2 separate regions of the Mus musculus genome follow, and region 2 is linked to region 1. A link is a contact called in public ChIA-PET data. All regions are on one chromosome and are shown on one strand. Each heading gives the region's core, a stretch centred on a gene start, on an enhancer-like site or on the middle of the called end of the contact. The rest is flanking DNA. Distances are from core to core; before and after follow the strand shown.

Region 1 (7,772 bases), core at 300-2,799:
CTGCTGTCCCTAAGAGATAGGGCTCAGCCTTCCTACCTCTATCCCCACTCAAGTATTCAAACACAAGCCCTCTAGAGTGTCCACAGGGGAAGTGTCTTAGTGTTTCACTGCTGTGAACAGATGCCATGACCAAGGCAACTCTTGCACAGACAACACTTAATTGGGGCTGGCTTATGGGATCAGTTTCAGTCCATCATCACCAAGGTGGAGTATGGCAGTATCCGGGTTCCATGTCGTTAGCTCCAGAGAACTGAGCCAACCCAGGAGACAGCCACTGCTTGAGGGTACAGGAAAGCTCACACCCACATACTAGAACACACATGTCTCTAGTCACGCCTCTTCCTGTCGCATGCCCAGGACAGCTGGGAGAGCCTAGTTTCAGGACTCCAGCCTCTACCATGATTTGTGGAGAAGGCGACACAAATGTTTCCAATAGGCAGGACGAGGTCCTCAGCTCTACCTGGACAGAAGCCACAGGTGGGCAAGGAGAAGCCCTTCAGGTGCAGGTCTGTGATAGCTTTTGGAGAGGCAGCTACAGGAGGAGCCTGTTCCTTGCCCGTGTACATTCCTTATAGGGGCTGATGGGATGCTATCTGAGGAACTTAACCTTTAGAGACCTCACAGTAAAGCAGTAGCCCAGGGTCAGGAGAAGTAGAGAAAGGTGGCCGCTGTCCCAGGATGAAAGGCCAGGAGCTAGAGCTAGACCCTGTCAGGGGACTCTTAGCTGGAGAGGAACCCCAGTCCTCATCCCCAGTAAGTGGGTGGCAGGCACTGATCCCAGCCCAGTCACTAAAGCCAAAGGGAAGTGGCCATAAGGAGGCTCGGGAGAGCAGATTGTAACCTGCTTCAGACTGCTCCCCACCCCACTCTCCACCAGCACACCCACACTCCACCCTGGCCCCAGAGTGGGAATCTGACTTGCATCCTAGACAGCCATCTCCTGGGCAGTGTGACCCTGGTCCCTGACCTCTCCCACCCAGCATGAGGGCTCTCACAGTTAGCTCTGAGCCTTCTGCATACTCCAGGATGAAAACCAGAGGCCTGCATGCTAATCTGCCAGGTTTTCCATGAAAATCCTCTCTCTTTCCTTCCAGCTTGGCCACACTCTCCCCAAGAACCAGCCTGTGGCCATTCCATCGTGATCACAAGAGACTCTCTTGCTCTCCTCAAAGCTTTCGCACCCGCTGCTGGGATTGTGCCAGCTGAGTTCTATTTGGAAATGGAACTGGATTTCATCAGGCAATCAGAGATCTGTGTCTCTCCAAGGAGGGCAGGGAGCAGGTTCTAGCATTGGGGAAAAAAGGAAGAAAAGCCCCTTAAAGATCTCATTACCCCAGGATGTGGTTTGAATTCCATTCTCCTTTCCCAGCCATTTATTAAGGGGACCAAATCAAAAACACAAGATATAACTGGGGTTGGGGGAGGGGGCAGATGGACCACACAGACGACAAATCCGGGAAGAAAGCTGAGTCAGCGCCCATGTTAACCGGCCAGGTCCAGCTCCTGTGTCTCTTTGAGACACACACAAACACAGCCCCAGGGTGCAGGCCCTGTGGGAGAGACAGGATATGCCCCACCCACTTCATGTCCTCCTCCATCGATACAAGCATGTCTTTACCAGCTCAGCCATCTCTGTAATGCCCCCCCCTCTCCTTCTAACCAAAGGTTTTCCTCGTGGCTTTCTTCCTCCTCCCTCCTTGCCCTAATGTAGAGCACTCCCCTCCCCCTAACTCAGCATCAGAGCTCTCCCAGCATCCCACTTTGCACCCCTTGGCCACATGAAACATTTTGACCCCTGCCTGCTCCTGCCTCCTGGCATGGAAGTTTCTCTCAGGCCAGAGCTCTCTCCGTTCCACATGGAACCAGCACACAACACCATTCCCTTGGCCTTGAATCCTCTCAACGGCCTGCCCAGTGCCCTCTAAACCCTTCCGTTCCCTGCTGCCGCCTGAAGGGCACCTTGGTCTTCTGCAGTTTGGTCCACTGGCCTGTCACTGTCAGCAGTGTGGCCACACCCTCAGCCCACCCCTGCAGTGGCTGGTGTTCTCCTCCTCCCCCATATCCCTCTCCTAACTTCTCTCCAGATTCTCTCCTCAGGCAGCCTCTCAAGCATGATGTTTTTCAAAATTTGACCCAGAACCCCCTTTCTTCCAAATTACTAAGATCTCCATGGGGCAGCCTGGAATCTGCCACCCATGGAAGGAGGGTGCCCCAGATTTTCACTTGCTGATATTTGTCTGAGACACCAGTCTTACCCACAGGTACCCCAATTCTTTCATACACTCTCATCTTTCCATACCCCTGCAATCCTCCAGATGTGAAGACGGAACTCCACACCAGCTCCGGCCCACAGCCCTGCCCGCCAGCTGCCGATCACAAACAGAGAAACAAAGGACATTATTTTATTGAGTCATTGGGCTCCCGGCCCTGCGGAAGAGCTTTCCTGTGTGCCTTCCTGTTTCCAATGACCTCGTGTATTAGACACACCACAGGCCTATTTTACTCTTTGTTTGTGTAAGGTAGCCCAGGCTGACCTTGAACTCCCAAGCCTCCTGGTCTCAGCCTCCTAAGTGCTTCAGCTCTGGGTGCTCGCCATCTTACTTGTGGGCCTCGGGTAAGGATCAGAGAAGGTGAGCTACCTGCTCCGGTCTGAAGGTCACCGGGGGCAGGACCGAGTGCATTTGGAGCTCAGAGCCTGATTCACCTCTGATCTGTTCCCCCAGAAAGCAGACCTGGTCACATACATTTGCTGTTGGCAGCATGGCCCCCAAGTGTGTCCCAAGCTATCCCAGCTCCTGCTCCCTCCCTAGCCAGAAGGAAGAGCTCAGACTGCCCTCACCAGCGGAAGGAGACCTTTGCTTCCTTTTAAAGCAGCCTCCTTGACTTGGAATAGCTTTGTCCTTCTCTCTTGAGACCCACCCACAGTGCCTGTCCCTTCAGAGACCTCCAGTCTCTGTGTTGCTCCCAGGAGGCACTGGCCATGCTGGGGACCAACGTTCATCACTCTGCCCTGAGCTGGCTGGTTTGTTTCATTTGTTATTTCTTGGCCTTTTAGCTTTGGGGCCCAACACAGACAGACCCTGAGTATATCAAACTGGCCCTCAGTAAAAGCCAAAATTTGGAACAAGAACTTTGACCAGTCAGGTTCCAGACCAGCAGATGGTGGTTCTGGTGGCAGACTCAGAACCAGGTACCCTGGGGCCAGGGTCTGGGGATCCAAGCTCGAAATAAGCTCTCCATCCATTCTTAGCAGAGTAACTTAGAGAAAATCTGACCTAGCCCAACAGTGGACTACTGACCCCTACTCAGGCAGCCTGAAGGAATGCCACACTTACTATCCAAACAATAGAACAGGACTGACCCTTGTCAAAAAGAAAAAAAAAAAAAAACAGAAAGAAAAAAGGAAAGAAAAGAGAAAAGAAAAAAGAAAGAAAAGAAAAGCCACTTCTAGAGAACCCGGGTTACTCAGAGCTGGAAGTAAAAGGCCTGGAAATTCACACTCCCCCAGGTACCATGGCTTTGGTGATCAATACCTCAGCACTCAGAAACCCATTCCAGACTCGCTTGCCTCTGAAAGATCTGACTTCTAAGAGCTTCCAGCAAGTGCCCAAAGCCAGGCCCAGCTGCCTGGCACTCACAAGAATTCTGATGCTAACAGACTCTAATGAAGCCCCAGTGAACTGTGGACTCCAAGACAGCCAAGGCCATGCAGCAAGCAGTATGGGCTTCTGTAGCATGGAACTATACAAAATGCAGTTCTCCCTTATCACTTCAGGACACTGGGCAATGGTCCCCCAACCTGGGAACCAAGCAAAGAGGAAAGGAAGGTGCTGTGGCCAGTATCCATGGCAACCCCTAGGGTCCATCCCTCAACACTAACCCTGCCCCTCCTCCATGGGGGTGGGATCAGTGCTTCTTCTGTTCTTTTTTGGTGCTGGCCATGAAACCCAGCATCTCGTGTGTACACCAGGCAAGCACCCTATCTCAAAGCCATGTCTCCATCCCACTCCACTATTCCTTTTATCATTGCTGGTCTTTATTTGCCTCATCGAAACCCAAAAGGTCTATTGAAACCTTCTACGCTAGTCTCCAGGATTGTATATGAATTTTAAAAAGTGACTTCCATATCTGCTCCCATACTGCCTATCTCTCTCACTTTCTTCTCCTAAACTTTCATTAGATAGGTGTATTAGTCTGTTTTCAGTTGCTATAACAAAATACCAAAGGCTGAGATGGGAAAAAAGTTTATCTTGGACCACCCTTCTGGAGGCACGGAAGCCCATCGTGGTGTTGACCAACTGCTTCAATCCATGGGAGAACACAGAAGGGCAAGCGGCTGCTGGTGAACAAGAGGAACAGCCTTGCTTGCTTGCCCTTCTGTGTAACAACCCCTGTTCGCAGCTGCCGATCCAGCCCAAAAACTCCCTCCCTCAAGAAGCATGTTGGAACTTCTTAATGGCCAGCTCACCTCTTAAAGCTCCTCCCATCTTCAACACCACTGAACTAGAAATGAAGCTTCCTCAGGGGTCTAAGTGGAAACAAACCACACCCAAGCCACAGCCATGGCTATTAGCTTGTCTTTATCCACAGACTTTTATTTCTCCTGTCTCAACCTCGATTTTTCCCCCCCGGGATTAAATTTCTCAGCTATGTCTTCCCATTTACTAATCCTCTCTACAACCAGACCTAAATGGCTTCTAATGAAGGGTATTTTCTGGCAGTAAGTCTCGCTATGCTGCCCTGTCTAGCCAGAACTCAGCAGACAGTTCAGGTTAGTCCTGATCTAGCCTCCTCATGCGCTCAGGACCCCCCTTCCTCAGCCCGAAGTGCTGAGATTACAAGTTCTGGTCACCATGTTGAGCACCACTGAATTTTAATTGGAAGAATTATATTCTTTAATTGTGTATTTAACTTGGACTATTGCTTCTTTATTTGCAGAAAGTTTACATAACATAAAATTCATACTGAACAATTTTAAAGTGACTATTAGTACATTTTACAGTGCAGTCAAACCATTTCATCTTTTCTCAAATCTCTCTTCTTCTGATGACCCCCTGTTGTCCATGTCTCTTTGTAATTGCATTTCTTTAGGTTCTATACTCTTACACATTACGTTTTAATTTTTCCTTTGTAACTATACTATGGGGGCTATATAACAGTCTAACATCAACAGCCCTCAGAATCTACTGAACTGGGTCATTCATTGGCTCAGATGACAAGAGGCATTTAGACCTGTGTGGGTCTTTTGAATTGAGAAAGTTTTCTCACAAAAGTTTCCTGAAGGGGCTCCCAATCAGGAGCTCCCCAGCCCAGGCTGTACTGAAAGTGGCTCTTAGAATGTGGATCCGGGCTCAGCATCTGCTTCTCAGCCCCGTTCCACTTGTCAATGACCCTGTAACACTGCACCAATCCAGCCTGCTCTCTCCCACTGCTGGTTCTAGCTAGCCCTTCCTGCTCTGGCTTCCCTCCCTTCCACTCTAACTTCCTGTTTCCAGCCACCCAGGCAGCAAGGAGGCCTGGTCAGCTTCAAGATTTGCCAAGATCAAAGGAATAGTGTTCTGTCAGACCCCTGTGCTTCTGTCTCTCCATAAACCATGGCTGCAGGCACGGAAAGAAATATCGCTTATTGGGCCCCCTCCACACTCCAAAAGAACAGCTGTAAATAACTGGGAACCAGCAAGGCTGACCCTGATGGGCCCTGACTGATTACTCCCAGGATTGTAGAATTAAGTCAGAAGCAAAACAAAACCCTTTGCAAGCCAGAAAGGAGTCGGAGTTACAAGAATGTTGATGCTATTGTAGTTGTTATTGTTCACATTAATCACGGTAACAACTGGAGGCACAGGGGAGACGGAGAGTCAGTACTTCAAAGGAGCGAGGGTTCCTGCTCAGGCTGTGGTGTGGACACATGAAGACTTAGTTGTGCAGTTTTAGCCTTGAGCTGGGACTGCATCAGAGAGATGGTATTCCCGATAAAACCCCCCAGGCCATAGTCTCCGGGGCAGGCTAGTGGGTTTGTTGTTTGGAGCCTTAAGTGCTCTCCTCTTTGCCCCTCCCTTGGTTAACTGTTCCTGTAACCATCTGGCAGGAGCAAAGGCAGACTAAAGAGAGGCCCTGGTGCCCCTCCCTTCAGTTATGAGGCCATTGTCACAACATATCCTAAGGGACTGAAGTTTCCTCCAAAGAAGTCTCACGGTGGAGGAAAGAGAAAGCCTGAAGCCTGTTGCCAGCAAGAAGAGGGACCTGCCTCTCAGGACACAGCACAGTGCTGCTAACTGCACAGGGAGGGAGCCGGGAGCTGAAGGTGTGCTGTGTCAGTGACAGGTTAGTGATGGGTGGCCATACCTGATCGGTACTGCTTGGTCACACTCAGACTTGCTCTCCACTCACTACCATGCCAGCATCCCTGAAGGCAGACATGGGAGACTCCCTGGGCCTCTTCATTTGTGGGCACAATGGATAGTCTTTCTCTGTTCTTCTCTATTATGGCTCTTTGCGTTTAGTGTATCCAGGACAGGTGGCCAAGCCTCACTTGCTTAGGGCAGCTAGGGCCAGGGCTTTGACCTACGGCAGCATAGAAAGCCTGAAAATTAAGGGACCGTGGGAAGGGAAAGGAGGCCCCATCCTGCAACCTGGTTAAAGCCTCTCACTTGCTGAGAGTCAAGAACTCAGGCACAGTTAACATTTGCTGTGAGGGCTGCCTACCCAGAGATAACAATCCTTTTATACAGAGTTGTTCCAAATAAAAATATTGAAATATTAATAGCAACAAATCATGCTTTTGGCCTAAGCATATATAGCCTTTCTAGTTTTCCAGCTATAAGCCTGAAATTTCCTAGCAGTCTCAGAAGAAAGCAAAAAGCCCCATTAACAGTAAAAGCACATCTTGCCTCTTTGTGCAACTCCAGAGACTCATAACCATAGTTGCTCTCTCCCTCTCCAAGAATATCTTTTAATTTATTCCAGTTTTTTTTTTTTAAAGATTGGGTTTACGTCTTTGTTAGGGTTTCTGTGGCTGTGATGAAACACTATGAACAGAAGCAAGTCAGAAAGGAAAGGGTTAATTTTACTCACAGTTCCATAGAACTGGTCATCATTCAAAGCAGAGCTCACGCAGGACAGGAGCAGATGCAGAGGTCACGGAGGAGTGCTGCTTACTAGCTTGCTCCCCATGGCTTGCTCAGCAAGCTCTCTTAATAGAACCCAAGACGACCACAATTGGCTGGGCCCTCCCCCATTGACATTAAACTGGCCAGTTCAGTTTATTACTTGTAATCATGTTTATAGGCTGGTGGTATGTGCACATGAGTCCTGGTGCCCATGAAGGCCAGAAGGGGTCAATGATCCCCTAAAGCTGGAGTCAGAGGAAGGTGTATGCCATTCACCTATAGGTGCTGGGAAGTGAATTCAGGGTCGCTACAGGAGCAATAATAAGCCACTCTTTATTAATACTGATCCATCCTCCAACCCAGAATATCTTTAGTTAATTCCTTAGCAATATCACACATGTATACAATATATTTGGTTCACATCCACCCCACACCTCTTAATGCATTCCCCAAACCCCCAGTCCTCCAACCTCTAACCCCCCCATACTCCCAACCCTTACTTTGTAACCCACTGGGTCCAGTTATTACTGTCTGCCAGTGGGAATGTAGACCGCTCACGTTGGCATCTGAAGTCTGATTACAATCCTATTCAAGGCACCTCCAGGACCATCCTATAATCTCACTTATCAAAAAAAAAAAAAAATGGGGGAGGGAGCATTTTTT
Region 2 (7,295 bases), core at 2,890-5,389, 530 kb after region 1:
GGCAGCTGTAATACAAAGGGAATTTGTGCCCACTTCTCCCAGTCTGGTGCTGTCCACCATCAGCCAGGCCAGGCACCAAGCCCCCTCCAGAGCTGGCTGCAGGCCCCTGGCTTCCCCTGCTCCTCCCAGGGACCATAGCCAAGGTCTCTTGTGTTGAGAGGTGGGTGGAAACCTGTCCTTCCTGCCAGACACTGCCCTCCCTGCTTCCATCTGGGCCTTGTGCCCCCACCCACATCCCTACCCTGCCCAGACTGTCTAGCCTGCCCTGCTCCAAGGAGAGGGCTCCGGCCACAAAGGGCCCAATGCCCTCTTCTTGTGCCCTCGTCTCCCACCTCTACCACTAGCTTCCCAAGGTGATCTCCACAGGCCAGCCTTCTCCCTCCATCCATGGCCATACCCCAGCCATTTTGTACCATTATATAAATATATATATAAAATATAAATATATAAATACAATATGTGAAGACATCTTCCTGTTTTTATTTTGAAACACTTTTTAGGCTTGTTCCGGGGGTCTCTGCCTGTATTGACCTGTTTTATAGGTGCCTTTTTATTAAAAAGAGAAAATTCAAAAATGCCATCTCTTGCATTTTTATTTCTGTGCCCGGTTTGCCTCTTCCCAGCTGGTTGTTGGATGCTGGGAGCAGAAAAGGGGGTCCCCAGGTGTCTTCACGGTTCTGCAATGAGGATACAGTCTCTGAAGCTATAGCATTGGTTTCCCCAGTGGGATCCCCCAGGGAGCTTGTACGGTTGGCTTGAGTGGTACTAGGCAACTCTGCTTCCTACCCCCACGCCCCCAGATCGGTGGCTGGGAGGAAGCCGAGCTCAGAATTGCCTGCTAACTTCCCCTATGTATGCATGGAGCAGCTTCCTCTGGTTCCATGTGAGTGGTACCCTCCCAGGGGCAGGGTACTGCCTTCCTGGGGTTTGAGGACTTGCCTGCCCAGGTTGGCTTCTTATATTGCCTCTGCCTAATGAAGACAGGAACCTCTGTCGTCATTCTCTTAGCTAGGTGTCCCCTCTCTTGAGGCTAGGACCACTTTGCTATCTTGCTTTCCCCAGGCAAGTTGGCTTCCTTCCCCATTGGTGCGTAGAATCCACGAGGGCCCTGGATCTCATTTCCCCACCAGTCTGTAAGCTTTGGTACAATGGGTGGAGAAGACAGCTGGGTTTGATTTTTACTTGTTCTTCCTTAGAGCCTGGAAAAGGTGTCTTTCCACTTTTCCACTGGGCCTCTTTCCTGCTGGCTTGCCCTTTACTCTTCTTAGGATACTGGCTAGCTTCCAGAACCTTCTGGAACTTGCCCTCAGTCTGTAATCCAAGATCCAGTAACATGGGGCTGACCCAATGCTGGTTAGGTTGGAACCAGACAGCTACCTAAAGTAGATCGGTTTCAGCTTTCTGCTTGGTTAAGAGAAAGGCACGGTTGAAGGTCTGGCATGAAGTCTGTATTTATGAGACAGGCACATTAAGGCCATAGTCTGCCGCCGCCAGCTGGCTATTCCTCTGTGGTATAGGAGTGGTGGGTAGCTGTGGCAGCCAGTAGTCTTTAAGATGATGGAATACATTCTGGGAGGAGAGTCTGGGCTCATAATCAGGAGGAAGATGAGACTGTGGGCCACAGCAGAGGTGGTTGTCCCTATGGCCAGGAAGAAATAAAGCTGAGCTTAGCTTTAGCTGGTTAGGATGGGAGGTGTATGGAGTTCTCTTCATCTAAGGTGATACAGGTGGCCTGGATATAGCTTGCTTTGCCTTTGGGCTGCTTTCCCCTTTGGGAAAGTTTGAGAGAGTTTATCTAGCTTTCCCATCTGGGGACACTGGCCCAAGCTCGAGTTGGATGGGTTCCGCCACCACTTTATCCTCCCAAGGAAAACAGAAACAGACAGGGGCCCCGAGACTTCCGGGATCTAGAAGGTGGTGAGGGAAGTAGCATTCTCTGACTCAGAGAGACTACTCTTGCGCCAGTTGGGGAAAAGTTGGCAAAGGGAGGCCGGGCCAGCACAGCCCAGCTTGGTCAGAAGCCGAGAGAGGTCACTGCGGAACTTTACGCCAGCGAAGGTGTAGAGCATGGGATTGAGACAGCAGTGTGCCAGGCCCAGGAATTCACACAAGGTGATGGCCACAGAGAGATAGCCACTCAGCTCGCAGCTGCTATTCACAGCCTTCAGCCTCTCCAGTGTATCTAGGAAGATGACAATGTGGTAGGGCGACCAGCAGAGGAAGAAAATGCTTGTCACTAAAATGGCCACCCTGACCGCCTTCTGCCGCTGAGGGCGCCGCTGGGCCTGCAGTAGCCTGTGGACCACGCCCACGTAACACCATCCCATCACAAGCATCGGTAGTAGGAAGCCCCCGATGTGGTAGAGGAAACGGGAGGTGAACCAGGCTCTAGTTTCCGCTTCGTTTTCCTGGGAGAAGGTGCACTGTGGTAAGGAGTCGTTGTTATGAGGTTGGCCAACCTTGGCAAAGAGGAGTTCCGGTAAGGCGAACAGGAAGCCGGCCAGCCAAATGGCCGTGCAGGTGATGTGGATGGAGAGGAGTCGACGGCGGCGGTAGGCGTGAACAGCATGGACGATGGCTAGGTACCGGTCTACAGCTATACAGGCCAGCAGCAGGCTGCTGCAGTAGAAATTGATCTTGTGCAGAGCGATCACAGTTTTGCAGAGGAAGGTCCCTAGGACCCAACCCACAGAGCCCTCAGCCACTGCAAAAGGCAGGATGAAGACTAAGAGAAGGTCGGCTACTGCGAGGTGGAACAGGAAGGTCTCGGTTGAGCTCCGCGTGTGCCGGTGCCTCTCCAGGATTACCAGCACCAGGATGTTTCCCATCATACCCAGGAGGAAGATGAGGCTGTAGGCCACAGGCATGAATACCGCCTTAAAGGACGTCAGTAAGGGTCCCTCGACTGTAGAGCAGAAGTTACTGTCCTGTAGGGGAATCTCCGTGCTGTTACTGTAGAAGGCCAGTTCCTTGTACTGTAAGGACCAAAAGAAAGAGAAATGAAAACGATAGCCATATCTTCTTCTTCTTCTTCTTCTTCTTCTTTTTTCCTCTGAGAGGAAGCTGCCACCTGTGAGGTTTCCTGTCCTTCCAGGCTAATGCTTTTTGTCTGTACTATTCTGTTTCCTCTTGGCCTGTCCTTAAGCATGCCATCTTTACCCTCCTTCCTCCCTTCTGCATATTTATTTTAGACAGGATCTCCCTCTATAGCCTTGGCTAGCTTGGAATTTACTATGTAGACCAGGTTGACCTGAGCTTTGGGTAGTCTCTGCTTGCTGGGTTCTGGGATTAAAGGCACATGCCCCCATGCCCTGTCTCTTTTTTTTTTTTTTTTTTTTTAAGATTTATTTATTTATTGTATGTAAGTACACTGTAGCTGTCTTCAGACACTCCAGAAGAGGGAGTCAGATCTTGTTACAGATGGTTGTGAGCCACCATGTGGTTGCTGGGATTTGAACTCTGGACCTTCGGAAGAACAGTCGGGTGCTCTTACCCACTGAGCCATCTCACCAGCCCCGCCCTGTCTCTTAAATATAATTTTTTATTCTAATTTTTGGTAGTGCTGAGCAACTGTTCCACCACTGAGCCACATCCCTGGCCTGAAACTTCAGGTCTTTTCTTTTCTCTTCTTTTCTTTCGTTTTTGTTCGTTTGTTTGTATGTAAACTGGACCAGTAGTCACTCACAAAGTGGTAGGGTGTTCTTAAAGATGGAAGGCTTAGGGATTGCAGTCAGTACTGACATTTGGGAATGGAACCTGATAGGAACAAGAAGCCAATATTCCAATTCTGTAAGGACAGTGGGTAGTAAATCTAAGCTCTCACTGGGGGTGGGGAATGGTTGAGTGCTGATGTAGCTGGCTTACTTCCTCTAAATTTCTCCCCTTCTTCCTGTCTTGATTATTGCTGAAACTGAGGAAATGGCCTCCTATTTGGTTTAATCCACACACGCTTGAGGTATGTAATCTTCCTCTTATTTTACAGACCTGTCTTGCTCAAAGAGGAGGTTTGCTTAAAGGCACGTTTGCCTGTCTTTAGTCAATCAATAACGCTACAATGAGAGCTACTACCCACACTTCCCTCCAAAGGCTTCTGGGAAAGGGGCGGAGCCTAAGTTTCCAGCTACTTCCCAAGCAGAGAGTAAACTCCCTAGGCACAGGAACCCAGCAGCGGAGGCAAATATGAGTCACACACAGGGAGACTAGGCGCAGGGTAGGGAGGAAGCGTTTTCTGAGTGGAAAAGAAGGGGGCGTGCCTGTTATATCTCCGGAAGTCCCTACCTCCGCGTCCTCCTCCCCATCTGCCACTGCCCTCCATCACCCCAGCTCTCAGGTTGTTTGCCTGCTAACCACAGAGGAAGACAGGGTGCCTGTTTTCATACCTTTCACTCACAGCTGCCCTGCACCTGCGTTTCCTCAGCTCCTTACTCTGTTCTTCCTGCCCTGCCCTGCCCTGGTCAACCTCCTCCCTGGGCAATACAAAACCAATTACACCCGAACTACTATGGGTTCAAAACACAGTGATATAAGTGATGGGCCCCAGGGAAGTAAGAGACAGTGGGCTGTTCTGTCCTCTAGGCTCTGGCGATCTCGTCTCTGTGCTGACCCCCTTTGAGGAGAGTGAGGGGCTCCTGCCAGTAGGGGTTGGTTCATGGTTACCTTAAATCTTTCTTGCCACCAGGCACACTGTTGTGGGTGACACACTCACTTCCCCTGATGGGTAAACTGATTCCCCATCTTGGTCTTTTGGTCCCTAGAGCAGGTGGCTCTTTCAGAGAGGATGGGGACACATGGTACAATGGCAGCACTATCTACCCACTCTCCAGTGTCCCTTCTTCTGCCGTCACCTTATCCTGTCCCCCATCCTGTCTCTCTATGGGTCTTTCCCCTTACTTTTCTTTCATTTTTTTTTTAAATTAGACTTCAAACCTTTTTATTTTCCGTGTATGAGAGTTTTGCCTGCGCCTGTGTGTATGTGTGCATGTGACCGCCTAGTGCCCATGGAGGTCAGAAGAAGGCCCTGGTTTCCTTGGAACTGAGGTTACAGATGGTGGAAATCACTATGTGGGTGCTAGGAATTGAACCCCAGTCCTCTGCAAGAGTAGCAAGTGCTCTTGACCTTGGAGCCTCGCTCCGGCCTTATGGGTCCTTTTCTAACTACTGTTTCTGTTCTTTTCCACTTCCTACCCAGTGGACAGGGGGAGCTTCCTCGTACTCACATCCCAGCCCTGCACTTCTCAGGAGCTGAGGGGGGAGGGTGGCTTAAGCCCACGATTTGAGTTCCATTGTCGGTATAGCCAGACTATGTCTCAAAAACAAACAAACCAAATCTACACCTACACAGGTCAAATAACCACACCTAACTAGGCCCTATAGATCTAGTGTCCTTTAATGACTCCCCATCACCTGTAAGAAACAGGTGTCTTTTGTCTTGTTTTTCTGATATCGTATACAATAGTAAAACCATTTATATATATGGCTAGGTATGGTGGCTCAGGCTGTTATCCTAACACTAGAGAGAAGAGCCAGGAGATGAAGGGCTCAAAGACAGTTTCATCTACATGAGTTCCAGGCTGGCAAGTATTGCTTGGGTCTCTATAACAAACAAACATTTTTGGAGTAGAGCCCTTGCCTAGCGTGTGCAAAAACAGCCTGTGAGAGAGAGAATGGCCCTACAACTCTTGAAAACAATAGACCTGTTAGATAGGGCTTCAATGCCCCAGGTAGAAGGCCTTTACATTTTTATCTAAAGTAGTCCTGGCAGTGCATCTCAGCAGGTAGATGCTTGCCTAGCATATACAGGGCCCAGAGTTTGAGCCTCAGCCCTGCAAAAATAAATTTCTCCCAAATGTACACTCCTTTGATGTATTAGACCTTACCTACGACTTCACTGCACCAGACATGCTATTCCTCAGGTATGTGTGCCACAGCCACCTGTCCCCAGCAACCCAGGCAGCTTCCTGTCACCTTCGCTCCTTTTTCAAGTCCACCTCTCTAAACTCTTGCCTTCCTTCAAGGCCCCCAAGTTGACTCCATCTGGGGCTCAGCAGGGATTTACACGTTTGCATCTGTCTGTAAACTCTGCCTCTGGAGTCTAACTTGGGCTCTCTATCCCTTTAGGGAGTTGTTTCCAGTAGAACTGAGTAGAGCTATTTGACTCTGACTCTGCAGTAGGAGGTGGAGGGGGAAGCTGTGGGGTGAACTGGTGAGCACAGGCATCAGGCAGATGGTGGAGATGTGATGATTCACCTTGGTAACAGCCGAACCTATCTAGGGGAGCATGTGAGTCTAGCCAGCCTGTCTGGCCTAAAGGCCTTTCATGATAACGGCTCAAGTTTTTATCTAGGCTAGTGAACTTCCTTTCCACTTGAAGTTCAATCAGTGCGATATTCCCACTGGGACAGGTAAGGGGGTGAGGGTCTGTCTCTTCCTCCATGCCAACAGGTATTGTTTTGGTAAAGTCTTCAGAGGAGGAGAAGATGGGAGGAAGCTAGTGTGGTATAAATCAACAGAAGGTGTCAAACATTTTTGAAGCTCGACAAGTGTTAAAGCCACTCCCCATACACAGGAGCTTGGGTACTTCTCCTCTCCATCAAACCCTAGAGAGAAGCCTTAGGTAGGGTTGGCTCTGGCCTGGTGGAAAGATGCTGTCAAAGGGAGCTGGCCTAGCTAACACACTGGGAAGAGTGCATTGTCAGCGATGGGATGAATGGCTCCCTCATTCTTGGCTACAAAAGGCAGCAGAAACCCTCATGTGTACCCGCACTGTGGGTACACATGATGGGCAACACACATCCTATATAGACATAGACATATGCCCAGGTGGGACCACACTGCTCTGCTGCATAGACAGGCACTCAAACAGAACACAGACAGCGTACACGCAAGCTCTAGGGATGCATGTCCCACGGGAACGGATGCTGCCTGGAATGATGCCAGACATAAGCTAGGGATGTATTTAGAAAGCACTGTGGGCTCTGGGCCAGGAGGATGGGAAGCTGGTCCTGCTGTTGGAGGTTGGGTGGGAAGAAGAAGTAAGCGACTCAAAGTGTTCTTCCTGTTGGGATCCACACAGGCTCCTCTTCCCTCTACACAAGACTGGGGTCTCTCCCTGGGACAGGCAAAATGTCTAGCCGTGTGTGTGTGTGTGTGTGTGTGTGTGTGTGTCTGTGTGTCTGTGTGTCTGTGTGTCTGTGTCTGTGTGTCTCTCTCTGTGTGTGATATGTGTGTGTGTTTCTTCGAGTTGTCTAGCAGGCAGCCTGTGAGGGTTTGCTGACTGGATTTCTCTGGGAGCAGGC

What was found. ChIA-PET counts read pairs in DNA pulled down with a chosen protein or histone mark.
Region 2: a contact with region 1 is called in an RNA polymerase II ChIA-PET map of memory CD8 T cells, with 31 read pairs. The contact joins two enhancer-like sites. A contact is called at or near these places in 1 of 15 datasets of contacts at CTCF or cohesin (embryonic stem cells), 5 of 484 Hi-C or Micro-C datasets (the G1E-ER4 cell line, the P5424 cell line, embryonic stem cells and 1 more) and 1 of 115 datasets of contacts at active chromatin or transcription factors (memory CD8 T cells).

Annotation. Positions count from the first base shown.
Region 1 is chr9:43,987,857-43,995,628 of GRCm38.p6, forward strand. No RefSeq gene overlaps it. Among named protein-coding and RNA genes, the nearest start is that of Gm30373, 18 kb to the left of the region's middle. Within about 2 kb of position 1,550, at least 52 of the 459 cell types and tissues checked have an H3K27ac peak or open chromatin away from gene starts, as enhancers often do. A contact at or near this core is called in the P5424 cell line and memory CD8 T cells, where this site is marked.
Region 2 is chr9:44,511,327-44,518,621 of GRCm38.p6, forward strand. Cxcr5 (chemokine (C-X-C motif) receptor 5) reads right to left here. Exons shown (of 2, transcript NM_007551.3): 2 at 461-2,975. The coding sequence ends at 1,908. Bcl9l (B cell CLL/lymphoma 9-like) reads left to right here. Exons shown (of 9, transcript NM_030256.3): 9 at 1-580. Among named protein-coding and RNA genes, the nearest start is that of Cxcr5, 11 kb to the right of the region's middle. Within about 2 kb of position 4,140, at least 160 of the 459 cell types and tissues checked have an H3K27ac peak or open chromatin away from gene starts, as enhancers often do. A contact at or near this core is called in the P5424 cell line and memory CD8 T cells, where this site is marked.